Linked DNA regions of Oryctolagus cuniculus: region 1 is linked to region 2. The links are chromatin contacts, called in public Micro-C maps. All regions are on one chromosome and are shown on one strand. Each heading gives the region's core, a stretch centred on a gene start, on an enhancer-like site or on the middle of the called end of the contact. The rest is flanking DNA. Distances are from core to core; before and after follow the strand shown. Region 1 holds the start of IFNG (interferon gamma). Region 2 has its middle 110 kb from the start of IFNG.

Evidence for each region. A called contact is a pair of places that touch in the nucleus more often than the background predicts.
Region 1: a Micro-C map of ear pinna shows a contact between it and region 2, with 2.6 times the contacts expected there. The contact joins the promoter of IFNG here to the enhancer-like site in region 2. A contact is called at or near these places in 2 of 6 Hi-C or Micro-C datasets (ear pinna and an unstated tissue).

What each region holds. Positions count from the first base shown.
Region 1 is chr11:70,501,297-70,504,866 of mOryCun1.1, forward strand. It overlaps IFNG (interferon gamma), which reads right to left and starts at 1,962. Exons shown (of 4, transcript NM_001081991.1): 1 at 1,742-1,962; 2 at 406-474; 3 at 130-312. The coding sequence starts at 1,855.
Region 2 is chr11:70,392,913-70,396,074 of mOryCun1.1, forward strand. No RefSeq gene overlaps it. Among named protein-coding and RNA genes, the nearest start is that of IFNG, 110 kb to the right of the region's middle. Within about 2 kb of position 1,474, at least 1 of the 8 cell types and tissues checked has an H3K27ac peak or open chromatin away from gene starts, as enhancers often do.

The DNA.
Region 1 (3,570 bases), core at 712-3,211, 110 kb after region 2:
AAGAGTTTCATGTATGGGCTAATTTACAACTTTAGCAACTCTTAAATAGCTAATTTCTACTTTCTGAGAATTAAATGCTGCACAAGAGCCTCTATAATGAAACCAAAGAGAGAATTAAAATCCCCTCACCGAAATTCGAGTCAGATTTTGGAAGTCATCCATCTTAGTGAGGTTGCTATTGAAGAACTTCACAAATATGTCTTCTTTGATGGATTCCATACTCTTCTTGATGACCTCATGGTCTTTTAAGTTGTCAAAGAGTTTGAAGTAGAAGGAGACAATTTGGCTCTGAATTATTTTGTTGTCACTCTCCTTGGGAGAAAGAACAGCAAGAGAGAATGATGGAATTATCCATTCAGAAGATAAGCAACAGGAAAATGAGCCAGATGGGAATATATAATTTACCTCTTTCCAATTCCTCAAAATATTCAAGAAAAGGGGTCCACCATTTGCCACATCTGATGTATTTGCTTTCTGAAAATAGAAGGAAACTTGATTCACAAATAGTCCATAAATTGCCCTAAAATGTACTTCAAATTTCATGGAACTCAGATGCTGACAATATTTTATTTCCTTTTCAACCCTTCTGTTGAGTTCCAACAATAACTTTTCCCAGAAGTTTTGGTTAGATTTAGTCAAAGACTATTAATTCTCTTAGCTTTCTTATTAACTAGCATAATGTCAAATTGCAATGTAACATATAGTCTCAAAAATAACTACAGTAAGTTAAAGAGAAGGTTTTAAAGCTTTGTTAAAGATAGATAGATGATAGGTAGGTAGGTAGGTAGATAGATAGATAGATAGATAGATATAGATGATTGATAGATAGATAGATAGATAGATAATCAGCAAGACCATTCTCCTATAGAATACTGCCCCCTTATGGTACAGATCTGTGTATCATCTACCTGTCCCCTTCTATAATGTGTTGCTTGATAATCAGCTTTAAGATAGTTTCAAATACATGTATGTGTGATTTGATTTATATTATAAGAATAAAATTGATTGTGAATGCTTAAACATTATTATAACTGTCATAGGTATATTAGATAATTTTTCAACAAATAATAAAATATTTAAAATGCAAAAACAATTTTTGTTAACCATAAATAACATTTTAAAAATATTTCACAAAACAAAAAACTTTTTAACTCCAGTCCAGAATTCTAATGCCTACAAAATCTCAGTAAGTGGCTGCGTTCAGGTGTACCTCCCCAATAAAATAAATATAGCAGTAGAATTTTGAGTTACTTTTTCATTGAAAACACCTATAAATGACTTTCATTTTAAAGACTTCCCTCTCTTTTACATCAATTTATAAATTGTGTTTCTTTTATCATTTTAAACGCTAACCACAACATTTTTACTGCCATCTTCATAGTAGGCTGAGAAACCAGAACCTAAAAGCCAATCATTTTGTCAATGTGAATATTACTTGGTTTAACCCAACTGAATGGATTCTCACCACAAAATTATCAATATCATTATGCTTTAGACCCATTTTATGCTCATTTTTTGGAAGAGTCATGTATGCTCTGTAAGTAGAGCACACTGAGCAGAGAATCAAAGTAGTGTCTAGAGTATTTAGTTAGGAAATATATCCAACCAACAATTAGTAAAATAACACCAAGTCTTCTCAAAATGACTGTGAAGTAGTGATGACAGCCTATCATATCCAACTGCAAGTTAACATTCAGTCATTTTCAACCACATGCAAGTATTATTAAAAGGTCAAACTTACCAAATATGCCTTTAGGTGTTCTGTTTCTCTGGTTAGTGTGTCCTGGCAGTAACAGCCGTAAGAACCCAAGATGAGGCAGAGCTGAAAAGCCAAGATGTAACTTGTATAACTCATTGCTTCGGAGAGAGTGAGGCTGAAGAAGTTGAAACGAGAGTCAGTGTACGAAGTTGTTCAGGCCCAAAGCACTCAGCTGGTCTCTCTTTCCTAATAGCTGATCAGCAGGCGATCAGAACAATGTACCGCATCTCCCTTTGCTGCTGGTATTTATACCTGATTGAAGTCTCATCAGGATTACGTATTTTCACAAGTTTTTTAAGATGAGATGGTGACAGATAGGCAGGATTGCTAGTTAGTTTGTATTAATAACTATGGTTTTGTGGCATTTTGGTGTTGTAGTTAGAGTTTCCTTTCAACTTCTTGGGTTCTTTGACGATGAGCCAGACCCATTATGCCCACCTGTGCCATTCTTGTGGGATCCTTGGAAAGCACTTTTACTTCACACCATTCACCGGCTGGAAATTTTTTCACATTCCCCACTTTGCCCTTGTGAAATGTTGATTCCTCATCCACAGAGCACATTGATCATTTGTTTGTGGTTGGGAAGAAGTGAAAAAGGAAATTCTAGGGCCTCTCAAACCTTTACAAAGGGGGAGCATTTTAAAAATTTTCTTGCAAATGACCAGAAAGCAAGGAAAGAATGTGGTTAAAAGAGCTGTGTGGCAAGGAAGTCCTTCATCAGAGTTGGTTAGTAAAATACCACAAATTGTTCTCTTCCCAACAGAAAGCTAATGCAATATACATAAGTGAAATTAAATTTTTGCTAGTTCCATTAATAAAAGTAAAAAGAAACACAAAAATAATTTTTAAAAATATTAAACTACATATATACATATATCCAAAATATTTCAATATGTATCCATGCACATTACTTATAAGATGTTTTAGCATAACTTTTGTCATACTACACACTTGAAATCTGGTGTACACTTTGAACCTATAGCATATCACAATTCAGACAACCCATATTTCAGATATTCCATAACCATTTGTCACTAGTTTATTGTGTTGAACAATACAGCTCCAGGTGACCAGTTGGTCCAAATAATCACTAATAATAGACTCTTTTCAACTTTCTAATTATTTTTCTTTAGAATACAAAAAAATAGAGTTCTTCGTCTTTCTTTGTTAGTTTATTTATGAAGTACAATGTTTCAGCATGGCACCAAAGATCATCTACACTGTGGTTCCAACACACTTTATGTCTTTACTTGCACTGTGTACATAAAGCTATATTATGGCTACAGGTGCACTTGAATCCTAGCTCCACTATTATCAGTGTGTGACCTTGAGGAAGACTCTTACCTCGTCTAGGACTCAGTTCCCTCATCTCTAAAATGAGCTTAATAATAGCATCTCCTTGTAGGCTTCATTTGAAGATCAAATCAAATGATCCATGTAAAGTGCTAAGGATTTTTTTGCCGTACTTCAATCACTCAATAATTATTAAGTTATCTGTTATTCAGGAATGCTAGATGACTAGTATTCCAAAACACACACACACGCACACACACACATCCTTGTTGCTGCTGTTTCTTTGGTCTTGAGTTCCTTTTCCTCCCATCCTTGCCCCTTGGAGTGGTCCTCATTCACCCCAGTCCAGACTAAAAATCATCTTCTCCACAAATTCCCCCAAAACTATCTGACTGAAAATTAGTCTCAAATCCTCTTTATTGATCTAATTCTTGGTGCATAGTTTATTCTTAGAGTCCTAATCATCAATCTCATATTAGTCACTCATATGTCTTCTTCCATATTTGACTGAGTTCCTT
Region 2 (3,162 bases), core at 224-2,723:
ATTTGGCATAGTGGTTAAGATGCCCCTTGGCTCAAGTCTCAGCTCTGCTGCCAATTCCAGCTTCCAGGTAATAGGCATCCAGGAAGACAACAGGTGATGAATCAAGTATCTGGGTCCCTGCCACCAATGTGGGAGACTTGGATTGAGTTCCTGGCTCTTAACTTTGGCCTGGCCCAGCCCTGGGTGTTGCAAGTATTTAGGGAGTGAACCTCTGGAAGAAAATCTTTGTGTTTCTGTCCCTTCTTCTCCTTGTCTCTCTACCTTTCAAATAAGTAAAACAAATTTAAAAAAACAAAACCGTCACCTTCCAGACTACCCACAATAAATGATCACCAACTCATTCACTTCCTTTTCCTTAGGTCTTGGTTTTTCTTACAGTGCTTATCACTGTCCGAGATTACCTGATCCTTGTGTATGATCCTTTTCCCTGCTCTGCTTCTCTGTAGGTAGCACTTTGGTTTTGTTTACTGTGTGGTTTATGGTGCTTAGACACATTCAGTAGTTAAGTTCAATGTTGAACAAAGGCAAAAGAAGAAAGGAGAGAGCAAACACATGCTATGGCTTTTTGCTTAGTAGTGGCAGAAACTAAGCTCTGTCATGAAAACATGTTTGTGCACCCTGTGAGGTCAGATCTCTCCTTTTCTCACCTCCTTTGGTTTCATAGACTCTAGTTTGGGGATAGCATGTTCTTTTCATTGTATTGCACTTCAGAGAGCTTTGTCTTGAACCAAGATATTTCCGGTGTTGGGGTTCAGTCACATCTGGGCATGTTTGGTGAGTGACGGTCTCAGAGGACCGTCAGTTGTAAGGAGACCTTTGGTTTTGAATGGAGAGAGAGGAAGGAGACTCTGTGGTTGTGGTGGGTAGGGTAGGAAGAGCGAGAGGAAGAGAGTCTGAGGGTGGTGATGGCCAAGTGAACATGTTGTCACTCTTCTGGGCCTCTCCACACTTCCTCTGCTGCCAGAATGCTGGGCCCCTGTGATGCAGACCCTGACAGTTACATACGCCTGAGCAAGGTTTGGAATCAGATGTATACATTGTAAAGAAACAAATGCCAACTAGAGCCCACACTGGTGAGAATGGCAGCAGCTAAATCCAGGCTGCAGAGTGAGGAATGGCCAAGGACCATGCCAGGACCCGGCCCCACCTGTGCCAAGTGCAGGCGGCAGAGCCATTAGCACCAGAGCAGCTCATTGGTGGGATTAGGCACCCACCCTGGCTTTGGGGGCTCCTAGCCTGCTTTCTGGGCTCCTTTCAAATCTGACATTCTTCAATAAGGTTTCATTTATTTGGTATCACTGAAAGGCAGAAACGTAGGGTGTTAAATTCCAGCCTGCCTCACAGATCGAGCCTGATAGCTCTGGAGAAAGGAGCTAGAAGTCAAAGTGGCAGGAATTATTGTAATAAAGGATTTTGTTAGACTTGAAGTTTCAACAGCAGGGCTTTCCTCCCCCAGGCAACAGGAAAATGGGCACTTGCCCACTTTTTCCTGGAACACAGCAAGCTCCTGTCTGGGCGGCAACTCTGCTGGAATGGTCTTCAAACAGCTTCTGGAAATTGGCGTTTTCTTTCAAGGAAATCTGACACAGAATCCCTTTCATAACCAGATCAGAATGAGCTGCCTTGCTTGGTGTAGCACTTGAAGCTCCCACAAGCTGCAGTGACCTCAGGGACCCTGAGGCCCACTTTGAAGTCAGTCCCCAGGACACAGTGGTGGCTCCTGGAGGCAGGCTAACAAGGTCTGTAACCCCCAGCAAAGGGGAAGGATCTCCTGAGATGACATCTGGCAGGTGCAGCCTGGGAAGTTAGCCAGAACCGAGCGAGCAGTTCCCAGAAGGTGGCAAGGGAAAACACTTGGCAGAGACTCCAGACTTTTTTTTTTTTTTTTTCAAAAACTGAGGATAAATCAACATGGGAATTTGAATATTTCATAATTAATGTCTCTTCTAACATAATCTAGAGTAACTTGTATAAATGTAGGTTGCATACCTCTTTACTCAGCTATTATGTATTGTCAGTGGTATGCTGTGCTTATTCATGTTACTAAATTGCCTTAAAACTTGGTAAACTTGATCATCAGTCTGTAATTCCAGCCTCACTGGAGATCCAATTAATGGCAGCTGCCTCTCTGCTTGGCTTTCCAGTGGTTGCTCAGGCCCATCCTAGCCCCCACGGATCTCTGAACACTGCAAGAGAACTCCAGCATCTCCTGGCATAAAGGCCATAATGTTCTCCTCAAGCAATCTTTGCCTCCTGGGTAGGATCCCCTCAGATCACCTTTACTACTTTGTTAACCAGATCTCCATGGGTATTGCAGTAGACAGGGCATGTGACATTGGATGTCAACGTCTTAGGTTCAAATCCTTACCGGCAATGGGATTTTAGGAAAGTTGTTATAAACTCTATTAGCTTTCAAATGGGCATTATTGGGAAGCTCAAACTTTCCCTCCGGTGGGTCAAATTGAGTTTGCTAAACAAATTGAAAACAGATAGATTAATAGGGGCAAAGCCATCACAAAAATTTATTAAATTATATAAAAATTTATTAAATTATTTATTAAATTATATAAGCCACATAAAATATGCAAACTATGAATGAAACCCAAAGAAAGGGCCAGATGGTTGAGATTTAAATGCCCTCCTCACAAGAAGACCTGTGGGGTGGAGGCAATTTTGAAAGACAGCAAAAGATAGAAGTTAGCTTATAAATGATTCTGTTTTTGGAATTTTAATGAGTCTAGGAGACAGACAGTATCTTGGACAGAGTCCATCCAGGTGTGTTTAAGTCCCACAGTCTTCTCTCCTGCCACAGATAATGAAATTGTGGGATTGGGAGGTGGAAAGCAATACATTGTGGTCTCTTATTCCCTTTTGTATATCCTGTCTTAAGGGCAAACAGGAAACATCAGAGGAAAGCCTCTTCCCGCATCTGATGATCTACAAGGACCTTGAAAATAATCAGCATGCTAGTGTGCCACTTTTGGACTATTGTTTTCTGAGGCCCCAAAATATAATAACACTAACTCCAGAGTGCAACGATGTAAGGCACTTGACATAACATGTAGGGTGCCTGGTAGCTTCACACCATCATTTCTCAGTGTTTCCTTCTCAGGACCACACTTCTGGTTTGGCCCATTTTTGCTGCTCTTAGTGTCCAACTCT